2 separate regions of the Neogale vison genome follow, and region 1 is linked to region 2. A link is a contact called in public Hi-C data. All regions are on one chromosome and are shown on one strand. The core of a region is the stretch at or near the end of the contact, and the rest is flanking DNA. Distances in the headings are between cores, read along the strand shown. Region 1 has its middle 3.2 kb from the start of WDR81. Region 2 holds the start of SMYD4 (SET and MYND domain-containing protein 4).

The links. Hi-C and Micro-C count contacts between places; a contact is called where the count stands out from the background.
Region 1: a contact with region 2 is called in a Hi-C map of muscle, with 8 times the contacts expected there. The contact joins the enhancer-like site here to the promoter of SMYD4 in region 2. A contact is called at or near these places in 2 of 3 Hi-C or Micro-C datasets (fibroblasts and muscle).

The regions. Positions count from the first base shown.
Region 1 is chr5:25,675,835-25,680,179 of ASM_NN_V1, forward strand. No RefSeq gene overlaps it. Among named protein-coding and RNA genes, the nearest start is that of WDR81, 3.2 kb to the left of the region's middle. Within about 2 kb of position 2,572, the one cell type or tissue checked has open chromatin away from gene starts, as enhancers often do. A contact at or near this core is called in fibroblasts, where this site is marked.
Region 2 is chr5:25,575,093-25,580,038 of ASM_NN_V1, forward strand. It overlaps SMYD4 (SET and MYND domain-containing protein 4), which reads left to right and starts at 1,552. Exons shown (of 11, transcript XM_044248165.1): 1 at 1,552-1,814; 2 at 2,745-2,892. The coding sequence starts at 2,759. It overlaps RPA1 (replication protein A 70 kDa DNA-binding subunit), which reads right to left and starts at 1,377. Exons shown (of 17, transcript XM_044248163.1): 1 at 1,259-1,377. The coding sequence starts at 1,291.

The DNA.
Region 1 (4,345 bases), core at 1,322-3,821, 100 kb after region 2:
TTTTTTTTTAGTCTCTTCTAGAAGGAGATTTTGCCTCATGGAGGAGTTTGGTGTAGAGGTTTGGGGGATCCATAAAGACGCTTAAGAAAAACTAAAGTCCCAATTACAGAGGAAACAAACGGATCAGCAGTGATCTGATTCCATTTGCATCCTCTTTCTTGAAGCAGCAGAAGCCCTGATGTGCTTGGTCACATGACCTGGGGCAGTAAAAACTTAACAACCATCATTCCTGGAGCACTGATTAAGAGCCAGGCACCCTGCTAAGCCCTTTGCATATTGTTTTGTTTAATCCTCAGCACAACCTTCTTAAAAAGATATTTTTATAACCATTTAGGATGAGGAGGTAACTTGCCCTTAGGTAACTAACTGCCTTAGGTAACTTGCCCAAGGTCACCTAGGAAAGAAGTGGTAGGGCCAAGATTCAAACCCAGACTATCTCATTCTAAAACCAGTGCTCACTGCACTCCATACAGCATTATTTTCTCAGCACGATGTACACCCCCAAATTTGGTTTGAGTACCTGAAGGCAGAGAACGGGTTTTGATAAAAGGTAGTGCCTGCTGCTAAGGACCTATGAAATTGGGTCCACCAGGTCTGCTCTGGTCCTTTTACCTAGACTGAGCAGGCCCTTTTTCTTCCCGTAAATCGGTGTGTGCTCTGCCCTCTAGTGGTTTCGCTTGCAATCAACAATGACCTTGAGTGTAACTAACTAACCTAAGGATTCTTTTCTTGAATAGGATGGCCTTACAATGCTGGCCACTGGTGCACTAAGATTTCTGGTGGCACTGACACCTTCCCCAATCGGAGGTCTAAAACAGTGGTTTTCAAACTTGATGATGTACTTCAGATTCAGTAGTCTGGGGTGAGACCCAGGAATCTGAAATTTTAAGAAGCACCCCAGTTCATTCTAATGCAGGTCATCTGCAGGCCACATCTCCATGTAATGATCTGTAACAGCTCAATTGTAAATCTGTAATAGCTCCCTGGAATCCCAACCCAAGCACCCTTGGGCTTTGGGGAATCTGGGACCAAATTAGCTACTCCCTTTTGCCAACTTCAATATTGAGTTTCCTGGAGGTCATGGCTTGGATAGTCGGGGAGGGAAGCTGCAGCTGCCCAGGCAGTTAGCCCATGCTGAGTGAGGTTAGTTCTTGCTGATCTGGCAGGGAGAAAAATGAAGGAAGCTAACATTTAGTGCAGCAACTGTGGGCCAGATACTGTGCTAGGTGTTTTCAAATAAAATCCTTTTTTAATCCCTACAATAAACCGTGAATTTATTATTCACTCTCTTGCCGATGAGGAAATTGAGGTGCAGAGATGTTGAATATCTTCAAGTTCAGAGCTGGTAAGGGCTGGAATTAGACTGAATTGCCTAATTCAGTAATTCTCAACTGGGGGAAATTGAGGCCACCAGGTATATCTGGTAATGTCCAGAGACAATTGTGGTTGTCCAAACTGCAGGGTAGAGGTGTTGCTAATTTCATCTAGTGGGTCAGGGATGCTGCTAAGTATGTTACAAATGACAGTTCCCACAACAAGAAATTATCTAGCCCAAAATGTCAATAGTGCTGAGGTTGAGAAACCCTGGACTGAAAGCATTTTCTTTCGCCCTATGGGGTGGGAGAGTGAGGGGAGGGAGAGTTAGTGGAACAAAGTGGAGATGGGCCTACCCCAAAGGCCTTGGGAAGGAAGAGGACAGGACTTCCAAGATAAGGATAGTGGATAATGGGGGCAGCTGGTGAGGTTTCTCTTTCTTCCAAGCTTGGCCAAGGCCCTGCTCAGTTTCTCCCAGCCTTGCCAAGTCAGTCCTGGGACTTCACACTAAGTTTGTCCTGGAATAACCCTGACTCCTAGCTCAGGGCTGAGGTAAAATATTTACCTGGGCCTTCTTGGAGGACTTCCCAAAGCCCCTGGTTTCTAGAATCAATGCCTTCCACCTGCAGCCCACATTAGCACCCTTGCTGTGGAAGGTGAGAGTGTAAATAAAACAAGGGTCAGGTGGTACCTAGGTTAGAAGTGGACTGAATAGGCAAAGTCAAGAGAGTCCCCTTAGGGGGTCCCTGTCTGGGAAGGAACAGGGCAACTAGTAGGGAGTAGGGGGCACATGGCCTGGAGAGCAGGTTCTGACCCCAGGAGGCTTGCTTTCCACAGCCATTCCTCTCCTCTAGGTTTGGTTTGTTCCTTCACTTGGACCTTCCCCAACACCCATTCCTGGAGCACCCACACATCCAGCCAGCCACCATTCTGGGCTTCCCTTATACTGGCCTCCTTCTAGACCTGGGAAGGCAGGTCTGAGCTGACTGTGCAGACAGGAAATACTTTTCGTTCCAAGCTCAGAACCTCTGAAGAACTAACCAGCCGACTGCGGGGGGGTGGGGGGAGGGAGACAGTCTTGGAGTGAAAGAGTAAAGAACATACAAGCAGATTCCCCATATTTGGGGTTCCATTTCCTTTCTTCCCTCAGGACCGGAGAGGGTTGGGGCGGAGGCGCGGGGGTGGGTGGGGGGATAAAAGGATGGAGGAGGATGTGGTAACAGCTGATTCGTCCCCTGAGGTCACACTTTCCAACAATCAGCTGTTACTGGGGAGGAAGGCAGGAAGTTTCCTTAAAGGCACACGGTTCTGAACGCAGAGTCAGGAATTCTGGAGCTCCTAGGAACCACAGCAATTACTTGGTGGAGCCGGTGTTTAGTACAGAGAAACTATCTCACACCCGAGATTCATCCTTCCGGCTTATTTACCCTCACACTCAATTTGGAGGCTATGGGAAAATCATGAATCCCTACCGACACGTTCGTCTTTGAAGGCGGGGGCTGGGTGGGGGGATGGGGAAGCGGGTGGGTGATAAATTGCCGCTTGTCCCCGACTTGTCCCTTTAAATAAGCGGTTCAGCAGCTTTTGCCAAGTCATTGGGTTCCTTTTGGTTTTGCCCATTCCCCGCCCCCCTCGGCTCTGATTGGCCCCTGGGGAAGGGCCAGACTCCTCATTGGTCTCTGCCTTTGAAATCCCTTCTAAGTAGGTCTGAGTCAGTGAAAGGCTTCTCGAGGGCGGGACAGAATGGGGCATTAGGCGGAGGATGGGCTTGCTTACCAGTTGATACTTTGGAACGACCCATTCCCTAGTTTCTGACCACAAGTCTTGCTTCTACCCTCAGGTGAAGACTGTACTATGAATCTTTTGTTAGGAGTCTGCTGCTTGAGAGGCTCTGACTACGATTGGGATGAGACATACTCTGCAAGAAAAGCCTCCTGGTTAGTAAGAGCCCGCCACAAGGGGAGGACTAGCTCTCTCCGGTGAAAGCTAGCACTAGGCGAGATGGGCAGTTTTCCTTCCCCAAAAGCCCTCAAGAGTCCTCATGCAATGGAAGAGCCTGCTAAGCGGAGGCTGATTTCCATCTTCAGTTCTACCCACTCCTGCTGCTTTGCCTGCTCCATCTTTCCCTAGGGAGCTATCGCCTCATGCGCAGAAGTCAGCGAATCCGTTTTGGGATAGTGTAAAAGAAACACTCACGGCTCCCCAGAGTGGGGGGCTGTAGCCCTTTAAGGACTTCGCCGGGATGGATTCAGAAAGGAGTTTAAAAATGCCAACTCACAGAGCGCGCTGGATTGTGGGAACGAGGTATCAGACCGAGAACTACATTGACCAGTGTGCACCGCAAACACACACGCCTTTACTTCCTTCTGCTCTTTAGGACTCTGGTTTGACGTAGCGCTCCTCAAAGCTAGCGGCCTTAGGCGGAGGCCTCAGCCACACCCTTTCATGTATTGGCGAGCTTGTGAGTTGGTGGGCGTGGTCTATCGCAGCTCCACCAGGCGAAGGGGTGGCCTCCTTGCCAATCAGAGCTAAGACGCCGGGAGAGGCGGGACCTGGACGAAGTGCTGGCGCCCCCGAGTGGGTGTGGTCACGCTGCCCAGCAGTGGGCGGTGATTGGCCCTGGGCGGTGCAATCGCAGCTTGTGCGTCACGACGCCGCCAGCTGATCGGAGACTGGAGCCGGTGTGTGCTGGGCGCAGGGAAGACACAGCGCCGCGGGCCGTGGGGAACGGACGCACTGATTTGCTCCCTTACCCTCAGCAACCCCCCCACCCAGCACCAGGTGGGTGTGAGCTGGGGCCCCGGCCGCACTGGAGGGAACCATGCTAACGGGGTGATAGGGGAAAGTAGGGTCCTGGTGGCCACACCCTGCCCTTCCGGGGGAGGGGTGAGGGGGCGGCGGGGGCAGGGAAGCTCTGGGGGTGAGGGGGCCTGGACTGGCTGGAGTAGTTTGGCAGGAGGCTTAAAGAAAGAGTCCGGGACGACAGTCGTGGCGGAGGGTTTTGCAGAGTGGCTAGAAGGTAGACGAGGGG
Region 2 (4,946 bases), core at 302-2,801:
AGTGTTGGCAAGGATGATGTGGAAAAGGAACCCTCATGCACTGCTGGGAATGCAAACTGGGTAAAAACAGTACGGAGGTTCTCAAAAAGTTAAAAATAGAACTACCTTAGGATCCAGTAACTGCACTATTGGGTAGTTACCCCCAAAATACGAGAACACTATTTCGAAATGCACCCCAATGTTGCGGCAGTATGCAAGCAGTCCAAGTGTCCACTGATAGATGAATGGATAGAGAAGATGTTTATGTTGGGTGGAAATCAGTAGTGCAGGCAAGAAACAGTGGTGCCAGAGTGGAAGAAAAATAGATGGATTTAAGAAATACGTTGTGGAGGTAAAACACCGATTTGGGTGATGGACTGAACATCTAAGGTGATGGAAGTTTGCAGGAAGAATGATTCCACAATTTTTGGCTAGCATATCTTGATGGATAATAGAGATACTGATCCAGACAAGGAACACCAAGAGGCCCAAACTTAGCAGAATAACGGATTTGCTTTGGGACACTATGAGTTTAAAATGCCTTTGAGGTATCAGGTAGGCAGACATATTACAGAGGTTTCTCTTTCAGAGTAAAGGTGGCTCCGGAAAAAGAAATGTGTGAGCAACTGACATAGTTGGTAATGGGACTGTCTTGGTAGCAAAGGGCCTAGGACAGGACATAAGCCTAAGTAAACAGAAACTTACAACGAGGGACCGGCAAATAAGACGAGGAAAGACCAGCCAAGCCAAGTCAGAGAAGCCAAAAAGGAGTGTCACCAGAAAGAAGTAATGCTCAAAACTGGCCAAAAGGAGTAACTCTCAAACACTGCTGAGAACTCAGGTTAAGTTAAAAACTGAAAAGTGTCTGTTAGATTTAACGACTTGGAAGCACTGCTAACTTCTGCCAGGGTTCTTTCTATAGTGATGGAGGGAACAACGGATTGGAGTCTGTTAACCGGAGGTGAGATGAAAACTGACAACTCTAGAGAAGTTCGGCCGCGGATAGGGGACAGAAAGAGGGTGATGGGGGACGATCAAGTTAATTCTGCTTCGTTTTCTTAAGTAGAAAAAACATGGACATGTTTAAAAGACAATAGTAAAAATTTTTCGAGGAGATGGTTAGAATTCTAGGGAGTCACCCGATGGTCCCCCCCCCAACCTCGCCAAACTTATCCCGCCTTTTCTCCCCATCGCCTCCAGCTCCTCTCCCCCTTCTCCATCCCCACAAGCCCAGGGCCCACAGCCACCCTAGCCCCGCTGCCCGCAGGTGTCTCCTCACCGCAATGGCCCCCTCGCTCAGGTGGCCCACCATGACTGCGCTGCGCCAACTCCCGCGCTCCGGCTCCTCGACACCTCCCGCTCACTCCCGGGACCCCGCGCGCTCCAAAGCTATTGGGCTAAGTAGCTGCAGGCACCACCCCCGCCTTCTGACATGCGCAAGGCACAAGGGCGGGCTTAGGAGCGGAGCAGCCACGGCATTGGCCGAGGCCCTGCGAGCAGCCCACGTGACATGCAAAAGCCCGGGTTCAGGACCTCGTCACGCCACTGCTGCGCCTGGGGGTGGGGCCCGAGCCGTGGGGCGCGCCAAGGATGACGCGGGTTCTTTTTCTGGGCGTGAGGTCCAGTCCCGAGAGCTTTCCTAGACGGTGCTCGGAAAAAAACCTGGCTCGGGCCTTTGCTGCGCCGACCGACTGTTAGCCCCGAAGAGAGAGCTATTCCCTGACACCTCTGCTGCTAGCCGTAGGCAAAGCAGTAACTTGATTCCTTCGGCAATCCAAGTGCCGATCTCCCGCCATTGCTAGACCCTGAGCTTGGCACAAGGGGAATCTGCGAAGGTAAATAGGATCCGGTCCCTGCCCTCAGAGGAGAGCATAGTCTGTCGAGGGAGCTACCGCAGTGAGTAGCCCTAACTCCAGGTAGACATGATTTGGGCCTCAGGAGAAATACAAAGTGTACTGCGGTCGCAGATGGAAAATCAGGGAAGGCTTCCTGGAGGAGGTGCCGTTTAAACTTGGTCTTGAAGGGTGTGTGCAAATTTGCGAGGTGGACCCTGAGGGAGCGATGCTCCCGGAAGAAAGCATAACCTATGCAAAAACTAGGGAGGTGAATAGCCTGGCAAGCTAAGGATGGCTTTAAGTGGCTCAGGACAGTAGGGTACAAAGGAAGAGGTGAGACTTGGGCATTAGAAAATGAGCCCAGGGGTCAGATTTGTACTGGGCTTTCCTAAATGCTTGGAGGAGCATTCATTGATTAAGGCAGAGGACTGACATCTGTTTCAATATGGAGGATGAATTGAATTTAGGGGGTAGGGTAGGGTAGGGAACTGAGTCCGTGGAGACTAGTTATGACACTGGAAAGAATGCCAGACCAGAGATGGTGAGGACTTGAATAAAGAAATGATCTGGGAACTGAAAAATCTGAACTGTGTAAGAGATAGAAACGTTTGTTAATTTAATAGTAGCTGGGGAGAGAGAAAAATCTGGAATGTCTCAGGTTTCTCACCTGAGGAGCTTGGGAAGATGGAGGTTTTAAGAGGCAAGCCTGGTGTGTGGAACAAAGTAGGCCTTCAGTAAATATTTCTAAATAAAAAGATGCTCAGTGAATACGTGTGAGAGAAAATAGATTCTCAGCATGGAAACTACAGGAAAAGACCACAAGAATGATTTTTGTTGCTTCACATTTGTTTGAGTGAAATCTTGATTTTTTTTTCCCTAGACTTGTGCATTTGTAGAAATCTGAATTCCTTATTTTCTTACTCATTTTAGAGACCTAAGGTAGAATGGATCTGCCTGTGGATGAGTGGAAATCATATATATTTCAGAAATGGTCTTTGCTCCCAAAGTCCATTCAGGACACAATTTCTACGGCAGACACTTTAAAGGATATCTTTCTTCACTCCTCTTCGCTTCTTCAGTAAGTGTGTGAAAGCTTTAACCTGGGAAATTTTGATCGAGAAAATGTTCTCTTTTGTCATTTGCTCTCACTTTCTATCTCTTTTTCATAGAAGGATTAAGTTCAGATTTTATATTTCTTGCTATTTCCAGTTTTTCCTAACCTACTATTACAGAACAGGTGGGGATGCTAATGACTTTTTTGGTGTCAATGTTATGTTTCAATAATCAATGCCTTGCTACAGAAATTAGGCTTTGAACTTTGCTATCTCCCAAAAGATATAGTGGGCATTTACTAGCTACACATAGAAATTTATAGGTGCTCAAATTGAGAAAGGACTTTAGAAGTCATACAGTCTAACCCCAGTATTTTTCAAACTCTCTTGACTGACTAACATCCTCAGTAAGAAATACTATTTTAGAGGCACCTGGGTGGCTTAGCGGGTTAAGCCTCTGCTTTTGGCTCGGGTCATGGTCTCAGGATCCTGGGATCAAGCCCCGAGTTGAGCTCTCTGCTCGGTGGGGAGCCTGTTTCTTTCTCTCTCTCTCTCTCTCTCTCTCTGCCTACTTGTGATCTCTGTCAAATAAATAAATAAAATCTTAAAAAAAATACTATTTTATATCACAGCCTAGTATGTACATACATAAATAGAAAATTAAAACGAGTTTCCCAAAACATTCAGTGAATTTTTATTGGACATCTGTTTGTGCCAGCCACTGTGCTAGATGCTTAGCAAAAATACATCAGTGAGGGGTGCCTGGCTGACTTAGTCGATAGTGCATGTGACTCTTGATCTTAGGGGAGTGAGTTCATGCCCCACATTGGGCAGTAGAGCTTACTTAAAAAAAAAAAAAAAAAGAAAGAAAAAGAAATATACATTAGTAAATAAAAAATAGGCACAGATACTTTACTCTTGAGGAACTTAGTTCTGGCAAAGGTGGGACAGACAGTAAACATAAATAAGCAAACTATATAGTATGTTAAAAGTGCTATGTATAATAGAAAAAAAAATTAAAATAGAACAGGGTAAGGGAAATGGGCAGTGCCAGAAGTGAGATTGGAGGTTGTAGTATTAAATAGTGTGATCACTTACGGTTTTGCTGAAAAGATGGAAGTTGAGGGGTACCTGGGTGGCTCAGTGGGTTAAAGCCTCTGCCTTCAGCTCAAGTCATGATCCCAGAGTCCTAGGATCAAGCCCCACATTGGGCTCTCTGCTCAGCTGGGAGCCTCCTCCCCACCCCACCCCCGCCCACTGCCTGCCTCTCTGCCTACTTGTGATCTCTGTCAAATAAATAAATAAAATCTTTTAAAAATTAAAAAAAAAATTTATTTATTTGACAGAGAGATCACAAGTAGGCAGAAAGGCAGGCAGGGGGCGGGGGGTGGGGAGCAGGCTCCCTGCTGAGCAGAGAGCAGAGGCTTAATCCCAGAACCCTGAGATCATGACCTGAGCGGAAGGCAGAGGCTTAACCCACTGAGCTACAAAGGCGCCCCTCAAATAAGTTTTTGTTTTTTGCTTTTTTTTAAAGATTTTATTTACTGGACAGACAGAGATCACAAGTAGGCAGAGAGGCAGGCAGAGAGAGAGAGAGAGAGAGAGAGAGAGGAAGAAGCAGGCTCCCTGCTGAGCAGAGAGCCCGATGTGAGGCTTGATCCCAGGATCCTGAGATCATGACCTGAACCGAAGGCAGAGGCTTTAACCCATTGGCCACCCAGGTGCCCCTCAAATAAGTATTTTTTTAATAAAAGTAGATCTGTATTACAAAAAATTAAACTCAATTATTGTAATTTTCTCAAAAATTTAATAGAAATTTATCTTCTCTTTTGTTGTAGATACACCTGTGTAATAGCCTTGATTTTCCTCTTGACCCAAAAAAACTAAATGTTTACTCTCAGACTTTCCATAGGAAGAGTTTTCTGACTCCTGTTTCAAGGGATCACTCTGACTCCAGTGTTGAGAATAGACTATAGGAGAAGAGAGAGTGTGGAATTAGAGAAACCTGTTGGGAGACGTGTGCATTCATCCGGGTGAGAGATGAGGTGATGATAATTTGGACTGGAGTGGTAGTGGTTAG